2 separate regions of the Mus musculus genome follow, and region 2 is linked to region 1. The links are chromatin contacts, called in public Hi-C maps. All regions are on one chromosome and are shown on one strand. Each heading gives the region's core, a stretch centred on a gene start, on an enhancer-like site or on the middle of the called end of the contact. The rest is flanking DNA. Distances are from core to core; before and after follow the strand shown.

Evidence for each region. Hi-C and Micro-C count contacts between places; a contact is called where the count stands out from the background.
Region 2: a contact with region 1 is called in a Hi-C map of colorectal tumor organoids, with 1.8 times the contacts expected there. The contact joins the promoter of Rptoros here to the enhancer-like site in region 1. A contact is called at or near these places in 2 of 39 promoter capture datasets (the 3T3-L1 cell line and the HPC-7 cell line), 11 of 484 Hi-C or Micro-C datasets (CD8 T cells, bone marrow-derived macrophages, brain and 6 more), 6 of 115 datasets of contacts at active chromatin or transcription factors (embryonic stem cells, intestinal crypt epithelium, intestinal villus epithelium and 2 more) and 3 of 9 other capture datasets (adipose tissue, liver and pancreatic islet).

What each region holds. Positions count from the first base shown.
Region 1 is chr11:119,791,617-119,795,094 of GRCm38.p6, reverse strand. All of the region lies in intron 7 of Rptor (regulatory associated protein of MTOR, complex 1), which reads right to left. Among named protein-coding and RNA genes, the nearest start is that of Rptoros, 41 kb to the left of the region's middle. Within about 2 kb of position 1,679, at least 55 of the 459 cell types and tissues checked have an H3K27ac peak or open chromatin away from gene starts, as enhancers often do. A contact at or near this core is called in bone marrow-derived macrophages, colorectal tumor organoids, pancreatic cancer cells and 1 more, where this site is marked.
Region 2 is chr11:119,832,334-119,835,953 of GRCm38.p6, reverse strand. It overlaps Rptoros (regulatory associated protein of MTOR, complex 1, opposite strand), which reads left to right and starts at 1,589. Exons shown (of 3, transcript NR_045313.1): 1 at 1,589-1,664. The region is part of intron 13 of Rptor (regulatory associated protein of MTOR, complex 1); the gene reads right to left.

The DNA.
Region 1 (3,478 bases), core at 430-2,929:
TTGCTTGTGTTCTTTTTATTACTTATTCACCATTGCTCCTCTATGCTAATCTCCTCTGTAACTAGATAATAAATTCCTATGGGCAATGGCTTTCGTTCCTCGATATGTATCAATCTTCTTATAGTTTTTGGCAGAGTGCTGAGCACACTGCATAATCTCAGCAGCCCACAAACCTGAGTCACAGAACTTCTACTTGAAAACAGCGGCAACTCCCACTCATTGCTAAGACTCCCCATCGCCCAGTGGATAGAATCCTAACTCTTTATGGCAGCTGGCAGCTGTGCACGGGGACAGGAAAGGAGTCAGTTTAAACGCTATTCTTCAGCTGTGTCCTCAGGGTCTTTCTCAGCTCTTGAAGTGAGCAAGGTGGAAGAAAGGGAACCTGGCCATCCCAAGAGTGCTGCAGTGACTAGGCAAGACAGAAAAAGATTCTAGCTTGCCTGTGTGTCCACCTGTGATAATTAGCTGTAGCTGTCAACTTGCCATACACAGATTCACCGGAGTTGTACTGAGGAATTAACTGCCCAGATCTGGTTGGCCCGTGAATGAGGTTGAAAGGTGACTGTCTTATCCTAAAAGTGGGTGGCACCATTCCCTGAATTTGGGTCCTGGGTGTTTCCAGTTCCTGCGGTGTCCTGACTTTCCTGCCATGATGAATTCTAAACTGGAGCTGTGAGCTAAACTAAATCTTTTCTCCCCTTGGTTGCTTTATCATAGCAACAGAAAAAGACCGCAGGACAACCAAGCAGTATGGGTGCTAACTCAAAGGTTAGTCTTCCCCAAATTATTCCCTTACCCACATGCACTTTCACATTTCAGTACATTCTCTGTGCTGTAACAACAGTGTCTTGGCTGGCCTCAGGCTTGGCACAATGCACTATGCTCATGTGCCCATGTGTGCTTGGTTGGTCAATGCTAGAATCACTACTGAGGGATCACAATGCTCTGTGTGCACAAAACAAACCTCCAGCTTCCAGGAAAATGGCACTGTCATATCAGAGACATGCTTTTCCCACAAAGTAAGGACATAAGAAGACAGTCATAACATGATATAAGTCCTACTATCTAAAATCCACTATGAACCCTGGCGCACATCCCTTGGCTGGCTCAGTGTGCACAGCAGCAAACGATGTGTAACGCACTGAGACCCCGTGGAAGGGCAGGCTGCATGCTTGTCATAAATGCCCACAGATATAGAAAACAGTTTGAAGGATCCACCAGTCCTAACTGAGTATCTTGGCAGGGCAGAAATTACAGGTGTTTTTAAAAATCCTTTTTGCTTATCTGTGTTTAGTGATATACTGCTAAAAACACAGTCCTTACATAACAAAGGAAAAAAATCCATTTTTTTTTCCATAAAAGAGAGGCAGTTTCTAAAAAGGGAAGGCCTTTAAAAGCTACACATTGTGCACCTGTGTAAACGGACTAAGTCAGTCAGGGTGTGGTGGATCGCCACTTCTCAAATGACCACAATGAGGTGACTGTGGAGAGCGCTGTGGACTCACTGCAAATGATTCCTTATTTGGAAATGCTTTGAGACAAGGAGCATGGGAGGTGAACCCATCAATTTCCTTTGAAAACCAGGGTCAGTGCATCATGGCTGGCTCTTCAGTAAGGCAGGAGCTACTCAATCAGTCCACATGTGCACACGTCCAGATGCATCCAGAGCCCCAGTAAGAGGCTGCACTGAAGCACGAGCGTATGGTTGCACAGACACTTCCCTCTAATGACTCAGGGTTGTAGGGCAGAGTGCTGATGCCTGAAGCTAATTTGCTGGACAATGAGTGTTTATGAGACTTGTAAAAATATTTTTCATTAGCTAAATTAGACCACAAACCACATGCCTTGATATTTCTTCCACAACCTATTAATACCCTATGCCGCCTGAACTCCTCAAAGTGTACACACTCTAAACACTCACAGACGTCAAGTGATCATGAATCTGTGGCCTACACCGTGACCCACGGACAGTCTCAGGAGTGTGGTTTCCCAGTGCTGTAGCAGCACCGCCCCCTCCCTACCAAACACACCGACACTGAGGAGCTGGTACCACAGTGCCACGTGGAGTCAGGCAATGAACAATGCACAGGTCTCAGGGCTTATGGCTTCCCATGTTCCTAAGGGTTGGTGCTATCGAATGACTCACATCGGTCTTCTTGGAGAGTCCATAGAAGGGCTATGCATGTGCTGAGAGGATGTGCGTGGCAGTCAGCTTTCAGTAGTGACACAGACACACATAGACAGACAAGGACACAGCAGCCACAAAGACCGTCCTACCGTCTGCCTCTTCACCAAGGTCTCACTCCCAAGAATTCATTTAAAACCTACTTATCTTCTAGGGCCCCATCTCCAAATACTAGGGCTTCAACTAAGAACTCTTAAGGCACATAATTCAGCCCACAGCATCCAGACCAGGAGATGACAGAGACACAGAGCAGAATACCTTAAAAAAAAAAAAATGCCCATGCACATACTAAGGTAAAACTGTCAAAGCTGGTGAGAGAAACCTTAAAAACACTGAAAGGAAAATATGCAGGGGGAGAAAGGCCACACAGTCAGCACAGGTCAGAGCTGCCTCCTCCTCCCCCAAACTACAAACTGACAGAAAGACAGACCGACAAGCATGGTGGTGGCAGACAGTAGCCAAGGCCTCCAAGGCACTGAGTAGCAGGCATGAAGTCACTTGGAAGGGCAGTCCTGGCTGAGGTCAGTGAAGAGTGGGTGTGCAGATCTTCAAAGACCTCAGTGGAGCACCGCAACCTGTATAAGGGCAACGTGAGCTGATGCTAAGTCAGTCAGAGGAACCAAGTTTTGTTTTAATGTTTAACAGCAACATAGCGCATTAACAGAAGAAAGGAAGATGTTCAAACCTTAGCAGCCATGGCTTTCCTTGGTCAGATGCAGGGAGAGTTATACAACAAGTTTCAGCACCAATCAGTGAAAACGAGGGAACTCCCTACCTGGTGTTGGCTAGCCATGAAACACTCACAGGTCACGCTATGCCTAACAACAAAACACAGGATGTCTTTCCCTCCACTGATCCGCGACGGCAGAGGCTGACTGCCCAGCTTCATGGTTTACATTTAACACTGTACCAGAGGTGTTAGTTCAATAGAGTAAGAAAAAGAAACAAGAGATGCAAACATTGGAAAACCGTATGCATTTGCAGAGGGCATAATTATAAACACAGATCTAAGGAATTTGCAATACAACGACCAGAATCCGGAAGTAAGTTTAGTGAGTTCAGAGGAAACAAGGCCACTCTACAAAATGCATCACATTTCTATATGCGAACATACAATTAAAAACCCTGACATGAGGGCTGGAGAGATGGTTCAGTGGTTAAGAGCACTGACTGCCCTTCCAGAGGTTCTGAGTTCAAATCCCAGCAACCACATGGTGGCTCACACCATCTGTAATAAGACCTGATGCCCTCTTCTGGTGTGTCTGAAGACAGCTACAGTGTATTTAAATATAA
Region 2 (3,620 bases), core at 340-2,839, 41 kb before region 1:
CTCAGTAGAGTTGGTTCTCTCACTGCACATTTACGTGGGTCTCAGGGATTAAACTCAAGCTGCAGGCTTGTCCAAGAAGCACCTTTGCCCACTGAGCCATCTCACCAGCCTTCAAAATTATTCCCAGCTGGTGTTCAGAGGTGACGACTGCATCCTTTTGAGAAGGACATTCAAAATGTCCTTCTCTTCCTTCACCGGTTTGACAGTCCAGCTTGCTGTCCCCAGTCCACATGCCACCTCTGGACCCCAGTGGCTTTGTTTGCTGCTACTCAGCCTCTTCCATGGAGAGGAGCACCCGAGTCTCCCAGGCTCTGCCTTACAGTCAGGCCGGTCAGAAAAGCTCTTCTTTCTGTATAGACTGACAGACGGGGATTGGCCATTTGTATTTCTTTCCCTCTTGGCTACACTCACAGGACAAACCCTCCATGTCACAAGTGGTTATGATCTCTGAGGTAGCATACATGACCACATAGTGACAGTGATGTATGCTGCTCATGATGTGTATCTGCACTGGGGAGAAATGTCGCCATGTAGATACACTTGTAGCCACTGCTGAAAACACCTTCACATGGTATTCTATCTTACCAGACAGTGAGACAGTACCCAGAACCCATTTACACAGTACATAGCTTTGCTGACTGGCTTACACAAAACAAAGGTTTCTGCAAACACATATCCCTAACATGTCCCTTCCCTTCACTGGTTTTCTGCAGACTATAACCTATACTTGAGTCATAAGAGACCCTCAAAGCATCAAATTATATGAATGAGGTGGCAGGGAGAGAGGAAGAGAAAACATTTATAAGTTTTTCCTGTGAGCATGTTCCTGACTCCTGCTCATCAGATGTGGCTCTCAGTGACCGGGAGGAAGACTCTGCCCAGTCAGAGCTAGGAGACCCCCCCCCCCCCATCTGAAAGACTGTTTCTAGGAACATGGCTTCCTCACAGAGAAGGGAGACTAGAAAAACTTAGAAGTATAAAACTAAATTCATCCCAAACACAGAGACTTAGAACAGCCTGATAGTTTGAATGGAAAATGTCCTTCAGAGGTTCATGCATTTGAACACGTGGTCCCTGGCTCATGGTGCTCTTAGGGGAGGTCATAAAGCTTCAGAAAGTAGAGCCTTGAAGCGGGAGAAGTATGTTGTTGGGGTGGGTTTTGATATTATAGCCTTGCCCATTTCTGGTTTGCTGTCAGTGATCTGTGTTTATGGCAGCTGTGATCTGAGCCTCTGCTCTGCCTCCTTTGCCTCCTCTGCCTCCCACTCCTCTGTTGTCTTACTCTGGAACTGTGAGCCAAAATAAACTTTGTCACTGCTGGTCCCAGTATGTAACCACGGCAACAGAAGAGTAACGAATACAACGTCTAAGTACATAATGAAAACAAAGCAACGGATACAAAGTCTAAGTACACAAAGAAAACAAACAACCCCCATACCCACATCTGGGTCCGGAACAGAACAGGTGAAGGAACAAAGCAGTGTTTGCAGTAATCGCTGGGGCTGGGAGTCATGACTTTGAAGGAAGAAGCACGCTAACACAAACGGCAAAGCACGTGTGAGAAGGGGGCTCATCTGTCTTCCACCCCAAGCCTCTCACTACCGCAACCCAAGTGCAGGTGTGCAGAGCCAAGGGGCCTCCTCATGCTGCCATGGACATCAGAGGTACAGAGGGTTGAGGGAGAAAGGGGGAGGGTTGATTTGGAGGAGCTGAAGCCCCTCCCAGGGAGAGTGGACAGAGAAACCCTGTGGTGCACCAGAATGGTGCAGCTGGTTAAGGTAAGGCACCAACCGGCACAGGAACACAGGTCTCACTGTGTCCACTGAGGTGCCTCAGACACAGGAAACTGGGGCGGGCTCCACTGTCACCTCAGATTTCTGTAAACCTAGAGCTATCCCCCAAAGCAAAGCTTAGCAGGCAGGAAGCACGGGTATCTAGATAGAGGCAGTCTGCATTCCTCCTAGAGCAGCCCCACGGTGGGCCAGCAGAACAGGGAGGATGCTCAACAATGCCTGACCCATAGAGAAGAGGCCGACATTGAACTCTCTTCCAACTGAGCTTTGTGTACGTGAAGAGGCAAAATGCGGAGCAAGAGAGGTTAGGCTGAGTACCTGATCAAATTTATTCAGAGAAGAATCTGTTTGCGGAGGAACCAGACACTGGGAAGCTGCAAAGGATACACAGGTTGTAGGGGCCGAAGAAAAAAATCCCACCTCCTTCCCTGTTGTCTTTGTCCATGGAAGCTCTTCCTGTGGTATGCCTGTTTGTATGCCTGACTTTGGATTATCCCATCAATACCAATTCAGAGTGTTTTCCCACATTCCTTGACATTGTGCCCTTGATGTTCCCCAGTGGTGCTATAAATAAAACTTTATTAACTGTAATTTGGAAGGTCTGCCTGAATTGCACATTAATTCTGTCTATGAAAAAAACCCTCAATTAGCTGGAACCCAGCTTACACCAGTCCTTAATTAACTGCCTCCCTCCCTTATTCTTGTTAATTAGCAGAGAGACAGATGATAACAACAACTTGGGAAACTTATTAAAACCAAGCAAGCATGTCCTTTCTCACACTTGGATCTTAGCTTCAAGTTTCTGGGGTTGTGTGTTTAATTTGGAGTGTCAGGAAACTAGAAAGAACCCACAAGATGGGGGAGTGAACAAGCCCTTAGTGGGGCAAAGGGATAAAGACCACATATTATATAATAGCACAGAATACTAACCTACTCTTACCTTGATCTAACATTGGCTTCTGGCCTCTGTATACATGTGCACCCTGCCCCGAAATATTGTTAACAAAAAGGACATTTTCTTCCATAACCACAAATCCATTCTCTGGGAATTCTCAGGGACAGTACTATGCTCAGATTCAACTACATGTCACAGCCTCTGGCTTTGGTCTAGGTTCAGTTCCAGGGCAGTGTTAGGTCACCTCGCAGCATCAGTCTTAATGAAGAATAGCAAGCCCACTTTCTGATTGAAAATCAAGGTGGAAACAGAACAGGTCACTGTCAATATCCACACCATTGTCTATAAGATGCCAAGACATGGCACAGACTTACAGCTCAGACCCCAAAACCCAGGCACATGCGTGTTGTGAGGCTACCACCATCGAGGGTGAATCTAGCTCCTGCATGTTCGTGTCCTTTGTAAATCCTGCCCCTTCCTTGCCTGCCCCAATAGTTGATCTGCCTGCCCTGACTACAGACAAGCTCACACCTTCTGCAGTTTTAAACACACAGAGTCACACAGTACACAGCTCCATTACTGGCATTTTTCAAGTGGCACTGTTTTTGTTTGTTTTTAAGCTGCTGATTAGCATGTATGGAAAAGCTGACATATTTGCCTCTTAGTGTCCATTTGGACTACTTCCAGCTTCAAACTATTAGAACAGAGCTTGGTGTGGTGACCTGCTCCTGTGACCCAGTCCCTGAGAGACTGAAGACTGTAACAGTCTCAATGCCAGCTCCCAGCTTCCAAGAGAGTCACTCTAGATGTCATGATACAAGTCTGTGTGACAAGTGAGAACTCAGAACAGAGCTGCTGGACGAGGGTATTTGGGTCAAGCCTGATAGCTGGAGTTGGAGCCCTGGCTTTAGGGTTAGGGGACATAATAGAGA